Linked DNA regions of Sus scrofa: region 2 is linked to region 1. The links are chromatin contacts, called in public Hi-C maps. All regions are on one chromosome and are shown on one strand. The core of a region is the stretch at or near the end of the contact, and the rest is flanking DNA. Distances in the headings are between cores, read along the strand shown. Region 1 holds the start of NPAS4 (neuronal PAS domain-containing protein 4). Region 2 holds the start of TMEM151A (transmembrane protein 151A).

Region 1 (6,206 bases), core at 2,304-4,803:
CAAGAGTGTGCAGTCCCCATTACCAGGGCTGCTAGGACTTGGGGGCAACTTCTCATAGAGAAAACTGCATCCCTCCTGGGCGAAGTAAGTCTTGGTGGGATTGGGGCTCAGCTGCTCTGGGAAAGTTTGGCTGGGGCTGTTCAGGTGTGCTTGGAATGCTGTGCTGGGAGGAGTTGACTGTTCACGCGCAGGGCTGCCCAGAGGCTCTGGGAAGGTGGCAGTACTGGGAAGCAGCTGGTCTGGGAAGGTGGAGGTGCAGGGAGTCAACTGATCTTCATAGCTTCTGGCTGAGGTTTCAGTCAGCTGGCCTTGTAGTGGGCTAGTCAGTGGATCTGGAAAAGTTGCACTGCTGGGCGTCAATTGATCAGAGAAGGTCGCAGTGCTTGGAGTCAGCTGTTCTTGAAGAGAGCTGGGTGGAATAGGCAAGTGGGGCTGGAAGGGCTCATGGAGGCTGAAGAGGAAGGCACAGCCTCCCGGCTGGTGGGGTGTGTACGGGGGCGTGCAAACAAAATCCTTGCTCAGGTCTGCTTGAAGAGAAGGCTCAGGGCCAGATGGGAATGTCAGGTAACCAAAGCCCAGGTCTTTGGTGGGTCGGAGAAGCTCTTCTGATGTTGAGACAGCACTGGGCTCTGGAGCACGGGGGAAATCAGTGCTTCTGGGAGGCCCCATAGTGAAGAGTGGATTAGGGCTGGAGCACTGCTCCTGAGAGAGGATATTCTCAGGGAATGAGGGCAGCATGGTTGGAGTGCCCAGGACATAGGCTGCCTGGGTGTCTTCAGAGTTCAACTGCTGGCGGAGGCTCCAGGCTTCCGAGTCACTGAAGAGAAGAGAAGAGGCATCCGGTAAGGATTTGGTGTCCATTCCCAGAGAAGTTCTCTAATGTGTTTTTCCTCCATTCCACCTCAGCTGCCTCCCAGGCCCCTGCCTTGCAGCTCACCTGATTGGGTAGTTATTGGCAGTAATGGGACCCTCTGGACCTTCTGAGTATAAAAGACAATAAATCCATGCCCAGCCTCCAGGCTTGGCCAGCAGTCTCACCACCATCTCTGCCTGAATATCTCCACTCTCAGCCACTGGGAGGAAAGAAGAGATGCAGAGTTAGGACATCCATCAGGCAACACCACCTAAACTCCCCCTTTACTGATCTCTCTACTGAATGGGGGTATCTATGGCATCCTTTATTCTGACTACCCTAACCTGCACCATTCAACTTCCCACCTTGACCTCACCACTCAGAGTCCCCCAGTCTTGACTCTGTTTTTGCTTTGATTCTTCACCCTAGTGTTCACCCTATAGTATCCAAAACCATTGAGCTCTGATATCTCCCCAACACCAGCCCTGATCACAGCCCTTCTTCATCATGTTTCCCATATGCCCTTTCCAAGGTCCCTGTCTTGTCCCCAGCCTCTCTGGACACTCACACAGGCGGTAGTGTTGAGCAGAAGCATGGCCCAGGTCTTCAGGGTGCAGCAGTCCATACCATGATTTACAGAGCAGTTCACTGCGCTCAAAGCCCAGGTAGATTAGGACACTGGGAAGGTGGAAAGGGTGAGGTCAGCTTTCTGTTTTCCTTGCTTGATATCCAGGCATCTCACTCCCTTCCATGTCCTCTATCCCCTTAGAGCCCATCCTCCCTGCCCCTGATTCCAGAATCTAGGGTCCCCTCACCTCTGGCCTGACTTTGTCTTGGGGTCTGAACATTCTGGGCTTACCTTTCAGAGATGTCCAGTAGGGCTAGGTCCTTAGCATGACGGCTCTGGAACATGGCCAGGAAGAGAGAGGCAGGGCCAGGACCAGGGCCAGGGCCAGGGCCAGGCCGGGGTCTTGTCTCCAGTGGGGCACAGAAGGCTGTGAACACAGGATTTCCTGCCCAGTAGGCTCCAGGTGGGTGAGCATGGAATCGGCCTCGAATAAGCACCAGTTTGTTGCCTGCACTCTGGCGCCTGAGTGACTTGGAGGTGTTGAAGCGACAGCGGAACAGGCGATCTAGGTGAGTGAAGAGAAAAATCGGTAAGCAAGTGAATGACTGAGATGGTAAACAAGAAGGAGCAAGGCAACGGGAGGGATATTAGATTGAAGAAGGGAGAAGCAAGTTCTTACCAGTGTCCAGGGAAGAAGGCAGGCTGAGTTGCTGGCGCACAGTTAGGTGGTCAGCTGGATCAATGATGTCGTAGATACTATCACCCTGGGCAACCAGATCCACCTGGAGAAAGATAAAGAAGAGATGACCATTAGTGAAGGCAACAATCCCTGGTACATAGCATCTTGTAGGATATAACCCCTCCATACCCATTAATTCTCAAATTCTCAGAAGTGGAAAGCTATTATGTCCCCATCTGTGCCAGAGCCCAATCTGAAAAGACCCTCAGGACTCACCATGGAGTGGCCCAGATGCTCGCTCACACTCTCAGACAGATAGAGCAGCTTCCCCTCCGCTGTGAACACAAGCAGAAAGCCAGGTAGTGCTGCCACTATCTCTTCAAGCTCTTGAGCTGAGAGAAGCCCTGTGGAGCCCGCCAGAGGAGTGCCTGCAGGGTAAGAAGATATGATGAGTCAGGAATAAGGCTGAGAAGCGAAACAGAAGTGAGAAAGACATGGACTGAGTTTCAGAAAATCCAGAGGACTTTTTCATGGACCTGCCTCTGCACACACCTGTTGACCTGCTGTTCGCAGCTCTTGCCCGGGGAACCTGTTGCTGGATCTCTCTAGCCAGCGAGCCCTTCGACCTCTAAGTCGGGGCTGGGGCATCTGCCGGTATGGGTTTCAGGACCACGGACAGCGCTCCCGAAGGCTACTGAGCATTCAGCACCATGGGCAGTGCCCTGCAACCCCCGTGGCTCTGTCAGCACCGCGGACAGCGCTTCAACAGCTGCAGAATTGCCCTTCCAGTATCTCTAACGGCGGTTGTTTCCCCATGTTTTGGCAGCTCCGTCCCTGCAACTTCCCGGGCTTCCCTCCCTTGGCTCCCGGAGCTTCTCTCCGCTGGTGGGGACTGGGGCCATCGTGTCCTGGCTCTCCTCCTGCCATAAGTCTGGCACCAGGGACACTGCCCAAGCTCTCTAACCCTCATTCAGGTTTGGACAGAGCTCAGGAGGAAAAGTAGGAAATCCTGAGTTCTCCAAGTTCCTCCTCACCCCAGCTCGCAGACACGCTGCCTTAGACCTGAGGCAGTCCCAGCGGGTTCCCTCAGCTTCACTATCCCTGATGCTTGGGTCTCAGCCCCAGTTTGCTCACCTCCAGCGAAGAAGACGCCCTTGCGAGTGTAGATGCAGGCAAGACTCATAATGTGCAGGTAGGACAGCCGGACCTTGTCTGCTTCGGCCAGAGGCAGCAGCTCCTTGAGATTCCGGATCTCAGCGTTGATCTGGTCGCGGCGCGCCTTGGAGGCGCCCTTGGTGGAGCGGTACATGACTAGCGGCTTCAGAGCTCCAGCTCGAGCGCTCCGAACACCTGCGTTCCTGTCCGGACGCACCGGTGGCTTCCTCCTCCTTGCTTCCCCGTCTCTCGCTCAGGCTCGCTTGCTCGCTCTCTCTCCTCTCCTGGGCTCCGCTCGGCTGCGCTGCCCCCCTCGCCTGCCTTGTTCCGCCTTATATAGCTCCCGTCAGGCGTGGGGGGCTCGCTTTAGAGAAAGGGGGGGCGGGAGGCTGGGCTAAGCTAGCTGCAGCGGGAGCTGCTGGCTGGTGGGGGGGGCGCTCCTCCTCCCTCCCAGGCATCCAACGTCATCCCATGACGTAGAACGAGAGCGGGAGGGGTGCCGGGGGGTGGGGAACGCGGAGAAGGAGGCTGCGGAGGGGGCCGCGGCTGGCGGCAGCTGAGCCGAGAGGCAAGCGCTGCGTTAGGAAGGCCTGCAAGGGGGTGCAGGGACCCGAATGTGTTCAGCTGAGGGAAGGGACAGGGCAAGGGCTGAGGCGGTCTGAAGCCCCTGGCAGGAGAGTCTGCAGAGGGCAGAAGGGACTGGTTCCGTCACCGATTTTTCTAAGGAGATAAGGGAATGGGGAAGAGCAGAGTCGTACACAAATTCCCCCTCCCTTTGTGCCAAGGTCACGTTCTTTCGGGGGAGGGACGGGGGGAGAAGGACCTTCCTTGGCCTCTGTGGGATAGGTCAGAGCTGGGGTTTCTCTCTAGAGATTACTCAACTGTGGGATTCCCTTATCACTTTCAAAGAACAATTCTCCTCCCCCTTTTCCAAACCCAGGTCTTGGCGATTTCGCAGGGGGAGTTTAGTTGGGGGCGGGGGTCTAAGCTTCTAGGATGAGTGGGAAAAGGGTCCTGGTATCCTGAGGGAGAGGGACCAGCTGAATTTGGCTTCGGTTCTATTTTCCCACAGCCCAAAATAGGAACACCTGCACCAACTCGGCAGTCTGCAGTGACCCTTTGTTTCTCTGTCCACTAATTAACCTCAGTCCCTCACGGGGGGAAACTGAGGCCGGTCCCAGGGCCTGCGGAGAATCTGGGTCTACACCTAAGTATCCCTTCCCCCATTGCCAGCCCCAAAGCCAGCGGCTGCCCCCGCGCGACTGCAAGGCTCGGTCTCCCCGCGGGCTGGGGGCGGGGGCGGGGCCGGGGGAATCCCAGCTCCATATTAGGACAGGAATCCTCCCGCGGCTGCCGCAGCAGCAGCAGCAACGGGCGGGGCCTGGCTGCCTCCGCAACGCTCGGGAGGGCTCCCCCTCTGCCTCCTGCGGGGAAGATGGAGAAGCAGCAGAGAAACGAGGGGGGGCGTTCTGGACCCTCTGCAGGTTCCAAGCACCTACCAAGGACCCCTTAACTCTGTCAGGCTGTCCACAGTGCTTTCCGACCCCCTCCCCATCATCAGCGGCAGGACTTCTCCCTGTGTCTCCACTTTCAACGCTCCACATACCCCCCTTCCCCCGGCCCCAGCTAGTTTTGTTACCTCTTTGCCTGCTTAGTGGTCTGTCTCAGCTTTGTGAGCCCTCTACCCACCAAACGTTCCCCCTCTGCTCTCTGGAGTCTCTCTTCTTTCCTTTGTCAATTTTGTCTCAACATCATGTCTCCTTTGCTCTGTCTCCCTCCTTCTTTCTCTTTTCAGCACCGGTGATCACTGTCTACAGGGGCTGAGGGGTGCCTTTGTTTCCCCTAGAATCCCATGAAAGTAGAAAAATAAGCTATGGGACATTCTATCTGAAATCGAATTCTGTGGGGTAGGGGTGTGTGTGCAAAGTCACTTGAGGGGCTGGGTTAGGGTTAGGGTTAGGAAATGAGGTCACTTAGAAGCAGGGGGAAAGGGGAGTTCCCATCGTGGCGCAGTGGTTAACGAATCCGACTAGGAACCATGAGGTTGCCGGTTCGGTCCCTGCCCTTGCTCAGTGGGTTAATGATCCCGCGTTGCCGTGAGCTGTGGTGTAGGTTGCAGACGCGGCTCGGATCCCGCGTTGCTGTGGCTCTGGCATAGGCTGGTGGCTACAGCTCCAATTAGACCCCTAGCCTGGGAACTTCCATATGCCGCGGGAGCGGCCCAAAGAAATAGCAAAAAGAAAAAAAAAAAAAAAGAAGAAGAAGCTGGGGGAAAGGGATCGGCCTGCTTGTAGAAAGTCACATGGGAGGGGTGGAAATAGACTTTGACACCAAGAAGCGAAATTTGGGGTCAAGGAACTCTTTTTCACTCTTCATAAAAAAGGGTGGTGGTAAGACAGGTAGAGTGGGAGGAGGAGGGCTAGCTAAGAAAAGGGTCTCTGCGGACCCAGTCCTGACATCCTGTGCATCTTGCAGAGGTTGGGACATCCAGAGCAACCATCCTATATTCAGTAGCACAATTGAGAGGGAGGGAAGAGGTAGGTCTGTCTGTCTGTCTGCCTTCCACTACCCCCAACCTTATGTACCTGGGTGGACATAAAAGTGGCTCCTTCAGAAAGTTTGTTCCAATTTCATCTCTATCTGGTCCCTGATGTACTTACCCACCCCTTGCTGAAGCTTCTGTTTGGACCAGCTCCTGATCATTGGACCCCCTTCTTGTATGAAAACCCAGGGCAGTATTCCTGTTTTCTTCACTCATGGTGTTTTATTCCTGATTGAGGGACATGCCTGATGTTCCTCTCCATGATAAGAGGTGTGTATTGGTTGGGTCCAGCTGGTCTCCAGTAAGCTGAGCAGATCTGCAGTGAAAGAATGGGGCACACGCTGCTGTCCGTGGTCCTGAATTATCAACCGGCATATCCTATTGACCAGGATCTGCCTGGGACATTAAA
Region 2 (6,166 bases), core at 2,082-4,581, 100 kb after region 1:
CCGACACCAGCCAGAAGACCCAGGCGCGCGCGTACCAGGGCGGGCTGCGCGGGTCGGCGAAGACCATGAGCGACTCGCGGAAGTCCACGTCCTTCAGGTGCATGCCCTCGCGGGCCTCCAGGTAGTCGTCCAGGCCCTCGTTGGCGCTGAAGAAGCGGGCCCTCTGGGTGAGGTACGACGCCTCGGCCTCGGCGCTGCCGAAGCTGAAGCACTTGGTGAAGCGCAGCCGCGTGGCCGCGTGGTCAGCCAGGCCCACGAGCTCCTTGGAGACGTCGCGGACGCCGTGCGCCGAGTAGTCAAACTCGCCCCGGGCCGTGCGGCTGTCGGCCCTCTCGTGGTAGACCTGCGTGGTGGTGTAGGCGTCGCCGTTGCGGTAGCGGGTGATCTGGCGGGTGCGGCGCACGTAGTGGTAGCTGGTGGCCTTCCACCAGACGCAGGGCGGCGCCTGCTGCAGCCGGCGGATGAGGGCGAGCACGGTGTGGGCGTCGGTGCGCGGCGCCTGGCATGACCGCACGTGACAGTGCCAGCACTCGGCCAGGTAGAGGAGGTAGAGGAGGGAGACAAAGGCCAGCGGGATGTAAAGGTAGCCGTCGGAGCAGGGGCTGGCTGGGTAGGTGGGCGGCGGGCCCCCGGCCCCGCGGGCCAGGGCCGCCTCGGGCCCCAGGACCAGCCGCGGCACTGTGGCCAGGCGACACCAGGCCACCACGGCACCGCAGGCGTGGATGAGCAGCGTGAGGAGCAGGCACTTCCAGTGCGACTCTCGGCACAGGGAGCTTCCCAGGGACTGTTTCAGGGGCCGCTGCTGCAGAGTGGGCAGAGAGGGGGGAAGCGGGGTCAGTGCCCGGCCATCGGCTGTGCCCGCCACTTCACTGAAGGCCCGCGGCGGAGGTGGTGCTGCCCGCCCCCCACTTTACAGAAGAGGAAACTGAGGCTCTGGGGGACTGAGCAGCTTGCTCCGGGATGCATCCTTCTAGGTAACTCTTGGGAGAGCTGCAGGACTCGAACCCAGGCCTGTGTGCCCTCGGCCTGTCCTCTCATCTCTCAGATGCCCTGTCATCTCTCAGTTAAGGGCACTTAGGACAAAAGAGACCCAATTCTGCTAAAAGAGAGGAGGACCCCTCCCCCAAAAAGAACAACAACAACAAAAAAACACCCTAGTCATTAAGAAAACAAAGTTTTGGTATGGACTGCTCTCAATTTGCTGTGTGATCACAGCCATATCCCTGCCCTCTCTGGGCATTGATTCCTGAACTTGGTGGTGTGGGAAGCCACGGGGGCTGGGGCTCTAGGGGTGAAGAGCATGGGCTTTGGAGCCCGACTGCCCGGGATTTGGTGCTGGCTCCACCACTTTACTGCGTGACTTGGGCAGGTCCCTCATCATCTCTGGACCTCAGTTTCCTCATCTGTAAACTGGGGTTGTGAGGATTCAATGAGATCATACGTGGGATGATCTTAGCACAGGGTCTGGCCAGCCATGGGAATAAGTATTATTACTGCCACCCTGCAGTTCCGTCTGGCCTCCGGTTTCATGAGGGACAGCAGGAGGCTTGGGAGAGGCTTTTAAGAAAGTGAGAAAGAGAAAGAGAGAGAGGTGTACATGGGGGGGGGGAGCAGATGGAGGGCCGGCCTCCACTCCCCATCTGTGCTGAGGGAGGGGGCGGGACACAGCTGCTGGGCAGCAGGGACCACTCCCTGGCCCAGGGGGTTTGGCACATCCTCCCTGGCAGGGCTGCCAACCTGGCCCCCTCCTCATCCCCAGGTGCCTATGGAGAGAGAAGGAGGAGGAGGGGGGAAAAAGGGGAGAGGGAAGAGGTGGTCTGGAGGAACCAGCAGAGGGGCGGTTAAGGCCCCCCCCCGCGGCTGACAGTCCCATCAGGCCTTGAGAGACCCAAAAGGAGAGGAACTGCCCCCAGCCCAGCCCAGAGCAGCCACCCACCACCCCGACCTGCAGGGCCAGTCAGAAGCACATACCTTCATCCATCACCCCTCTCCTCCACCCCACCCCATGTTCAGCAAAGACCCACCCACCAGGAATGTGCAGGCTGCCTGTTTACCCAACACACCAGACCCCGACCTGTGCCCAGGGCACACCTCCCCCACTGTAACATGGTGCACAGGTGTGCACACACACACACATACACACACACTCATACCCCACAGACCAACCCCCCCAGCACTGGACAGAGATGCACACACATGTTACATATTCTCTGAAGCCCAGGGACACACCAGCCCCTTACCTACCACAGTGCACACCCGCCACCCCCACCCCTCCTCCAACCTGACACCCACACCCTATAGACTCCACAGGGAGACCCCCCCCCCGCCCACAGGATGTGCTCACAGGCACTCAGACATTCCCACTTCACCCAAGGCAAGGGGCCCACCGACCCTCACCTGACTACAGGGCACATATGTTCCGCTCGAGGTGTGAGCGCTCCCACTGGCATTCGCACACCCACCATCCACTCACCACCTATCATCCCCAGCTCCCTACACAGGGCCGCACACCCCTGCAGATCCTCTTCCTGGCTAGGACGCAGGAGGGGCCGTTCTGAGGGTCCCACCCAGCAGGATAGGCCCTGGGGCCTCACCATAGGGAGGAGGAGAAGGGGTACCAGAGGCCTCCTCCCTTTCTCTTTCCCCTCCTCCCTCCGCTCCCCGCCCCCCAGGTCCCTGCTACTGTTGCTGCATTGCAGGCGCCGCCTGGACACCTCGTGAGCCGCTGGGCCGGGCCGGGCCGGGGGCCTGACCCCGGGGCTCTGAGGATGAGGGGCTGCGCTGCAGGATGGGGACGCGCAGGGGTCAGGTGCTGACGTCATAGGAGGGCGAGGCTGGATGAGGGGGCGCCGGGGGTGGGAGGTGCCCCCCAAATCCCTTCCCAGCCGCCCCACCCCGACCCCCACGCAGGCCCCTAGGCCCCGGGACCCCTCGCGGGATGCAGACTACCCAATGACGTCATTGGCCGCCGAGGCTGCGGACCTCCCTCCTCAGCCCCCGCCCCAGGGGTCGCCCCTTCCCTTGGCACCCCCGTCCCCCCGCGCCAGCCTCGGCTCGGCTCCGTATCCCCACCGCACGGCGCCGGTACCTCCTCCCGCAGCGTCTCGCCGTCCGGGATGAGCGCGGGCACCTCCCCGCCGTCGCCACCGCCGCCCTCGGGCATGGTGTCCAGGCTGCACGGGCGGCCCCCGCCCGGGCCCCGGGCATGATAGGGGGGAGCGCGGAGGGCTGCGGCTCCGCCCGGGGGGACGTCCGCTCGGCGCAGCGGCCGCGGAGGGAGTGTGCGGAGCTCGAGCCCGGGCGCGGCGGCGGCGGCGGCGGCGGCGGCAGAGGCGGCGGCGGCGGCGTTGGCGGCCGCGGTGCCCGGCGCCCCGCCCTCCGCTGACCCCGCCCCCGCGGCACCCGCCGCGCTGCCGGCAGCGCCTGGCACCGCGGGCGCTGCCCCCGCCCCTGAGAAGCCCAGGCTGGGCGGCCGGACACCTGCTTTCCCCTCCTGCTGCGCTCGTGCTTGGGACCTCGGACGAATCCTTGTTTTCTGGGGCCTGAGTCTCCCCCGCTGTAAAATGAGGAGGGGGGATCCCGAAGGTGGGTGGGTACCGACCGATTCCCATCTCTGAGGAGTGGGTCCAGGCCTAAGCCCACCCAGACCCCCCTCCTTAGGCCTCGATCGTGGTAGGGGGCAGTTAGAATCCTGAAAGGTGAGGTGAGTCTCATTAGCTGGACACAGGCGCTGTGCTCCACTTAGAGCAGGCAAGCAAGAGGCCTGGACCCCCAGGGCCCTAGGCTTTGTGACCTTGAGTCAGCACGCTGTAACCCCAACCTCAGTTTTTCCACCTGAGAAACGGGGATGAAAAGGTGTTGGATTCAATGCACATTCATCATGCGGGGCAGGGGAGTGGGATTTGTCCTTCATGAGAGGACTCCTTCCCAGATCCTGCTGGCCTCAGTGCTGCTCCCTGGCCCTCAGGGGCCTCAAACCTTCACTTCAACCCCTGGGTCAGGGCCTAGCCCCCAGGGTAGAAAATCACTAGATAGAGGACATAGGGAGCTGCAATGCTAGGTGGGTTTGGTTTGGTTTGGTGACTTTTTTTCCCCCAAAGAGCAATTCAGAGACCACTTGGTCAACACCTCTACCCGTTTAAAGATGAGGTAACTGACATGGTAGAGAGAGGAAAGAACTTAACCAGGATTTCATGCATTTATTTTTTATTTATTGGGCACCGGTGTTTATTGAGTGTCATCTATATGCAAGTACTGTGACACATTCATAAGTATTGTGAAGACCAGGAAAGAAATGGAGAATGACACAAGCCCTGTCCTCATGGAATTTACATCCAGGGCAAACCACTGCACCCAGAGAAAGCCTAGAACCTGGCCTCCAGCCTCCACCCCAAGCCAGGTAAGAACTCTGTTCCCTTTGTCTCTCTGAGAGGCACAAGTTGATCTCACTCTTAAAGGATAATTTGATTTTGGACAAGTGGGTATGAGGGGAAGAGCATCCCAGGTGGAGGGACTTCTGGGCAAAGGCCCTACTACTGGACCATGTCGACTGAGTTCAGAGAGCAGGAAGGTCACCTGGTGTAACTGGACACTGGGTATCTAACTAGAGGCAGGTCGCAGAGGACCTGATCTTGCTGGAAATGGTGGGTGGAGGCCTCCAAGAAGGGCGGCCCCCAGAGGCTGTCTTTGGGGAAGGTGGGAGTGAGAGAAAGGTGGAGAGTGAGGCTTGTGGGGAGGGGGGTGTCTCACTTCTAGATGACTGCTGGGCTGGCAATGACTCAGGAGTTTCAACCACAGCTTCAGGAGGTGAATCAGCACACCTCCACTCACAATCGTCTGGAGAGTCGTGGGACAAGTCTGGCGCAGGATCCTATCCCAACTCTATTACCACCCAAACTCTGGGACTTAAGACCTGGACCTCAGTTTTTCAACCGTGTAATGGGTGTGTATTTGTGTGTGTGTGTGTGTGTGTACAGCTCAGGCCCTCCCAACATCCTGGGGTCGGCAGCTGTGGCTGTAGGGCATTTCAGCACCAGAGGATGGACAGCAACCGCGAGGAAAGGAGGGGTGGGAGGCGGGAGGAGCAGTCAGTAAGTATCCTGGAGCTCGCTTGGCCGCGCTGTCACTGCTCGGCCGGGCCTCCTACCAACACCTCCTCGGGCTGCCAGGGCTCTGCGCCAGTATGGAGGACGGGAAGGAAAGCTAGCATTGAGAGGGAGGGGCAAGAGCCCGGAGGGACAGGGCTTGGCTACAGCCCCACCATCCCATTCCCTCCTGGAGTACGTCCCGCGAGTGAATCTTCACCCCTGGACTCCAACCGCAGCCCGCCTCCGCCTAGTCTCCGCCTGCTGTAGTCGTGGCAGGGCGAGCGTCAAATGGCCACTGCGCAGGCGCGGAAATAATTCTCAACATCCTCTTACCTTAACCCACCTATTGGCTACTCCGCCGCGAACTAACAAATCCATTATCCAATCCAAGAGCGGATTAAATTGCTCCGCCTATTCTGCCGCCCGGAAGTTGACGGCTGCCGAATCCGCATCAGCGAGGGCGCGCCAGTAGCCAATTGAGAGAGGGGAGGGGCGAGTCCGCGCCGCGGAGGAGCCAATGGCAGGCGGCAGGGGATGACGCTGTGGACATGGCTGCTGCAGTCGGACAGTACAGAGACGTGTCGGGCTGTTCTGTAACCTCGGTCCGTGCCCAGGAAGCGGAGCAGCTGCCCCACTAGTATTCTTACCGACCAGGCGACGCAGCGGGCCCTCGGAGAGAGCGAGCGTCGGGGCCATGGCTTATCACTCGGGCTACGGAGCCCACGGTGCGTGGGGCGCGGGGCGGGCGGGGCGCGGACCGACCAGCCGGAGGAGGGTCGGCGGCGCGGCCCGCTCACCCTGAGGGAGAGGGGCGGCCGTGACCGCTGCCCAGAGTGGCAGATGTCACTCGGGTTCCTGCATCGTGAGACTCAGCAACGCGTCCCGGACTTCGCCCTCTTGGCCTAAACCTGAGATCAGATCCGGTGGTGACAGCACTACTGGGATCCCCGTGCCCGACTCGGACATGATTGGGGTCTGCCTCCCAAACTTCCTTTCTCTGTCGTGACCCTGGTAGACTTGCTGACCATTACCCAGGGCCTCCGTGTACCCAGCCGTCGCCTTTACCGCCCTTGTTCATG

The links. Hi-C and Micro-C count contacts between places; a contact is called where the count stands out from the background.
Region 2: a Hi-C map of epiblast stem cells shows a contact between it and region 1, with 1.7 times the contacts expected there. The contact joins the promoter of TMEM151A here to the promoter of NPAS4 in region 1. A contact is called at or near these places in 2 of 47 Hi-C or Micro-C datasets (embryonic fibroblasts and epiblast stem cells).

What each region holds. Positions count from the first base shown.
Region 1 is chr2:5,992,387-5,998,592 of Sscrofa11.1, forward strand. NPAS4 (neuronal PAS domain-containing protein 4) reads right to left here and starts at 3,554. Exons shown (of 8, transcript XM_003122496.5): 1 at 3,235-3,554; 2 at 2,377-2,528; 3 at 2,101-2,203; 4 at 1,713-1,986; 5 at 1,422-1,531; 6 at 938-1,073; 7 at 1-817. The coding sequence starts at 3,409.
Region 2 is chr2:6,092,168-6,098,333 of Sscrofa11.1, forward strand. TMEM151A (transmembrane protein 151A) reads right to left here and starts at 3,332. Exons shown (of 2, transcript XM_003122499.4): 1 at 3,089-3,332; 2 at 1-802. The coding sequence starts at 3,163. YIF1A (protein YIF1A) reads left to right here and starts at 5,582. Exons shown (of 8, transcript XM_013994066.2): 1 at 5,582-5,812. The coding sequence starts at 5,782.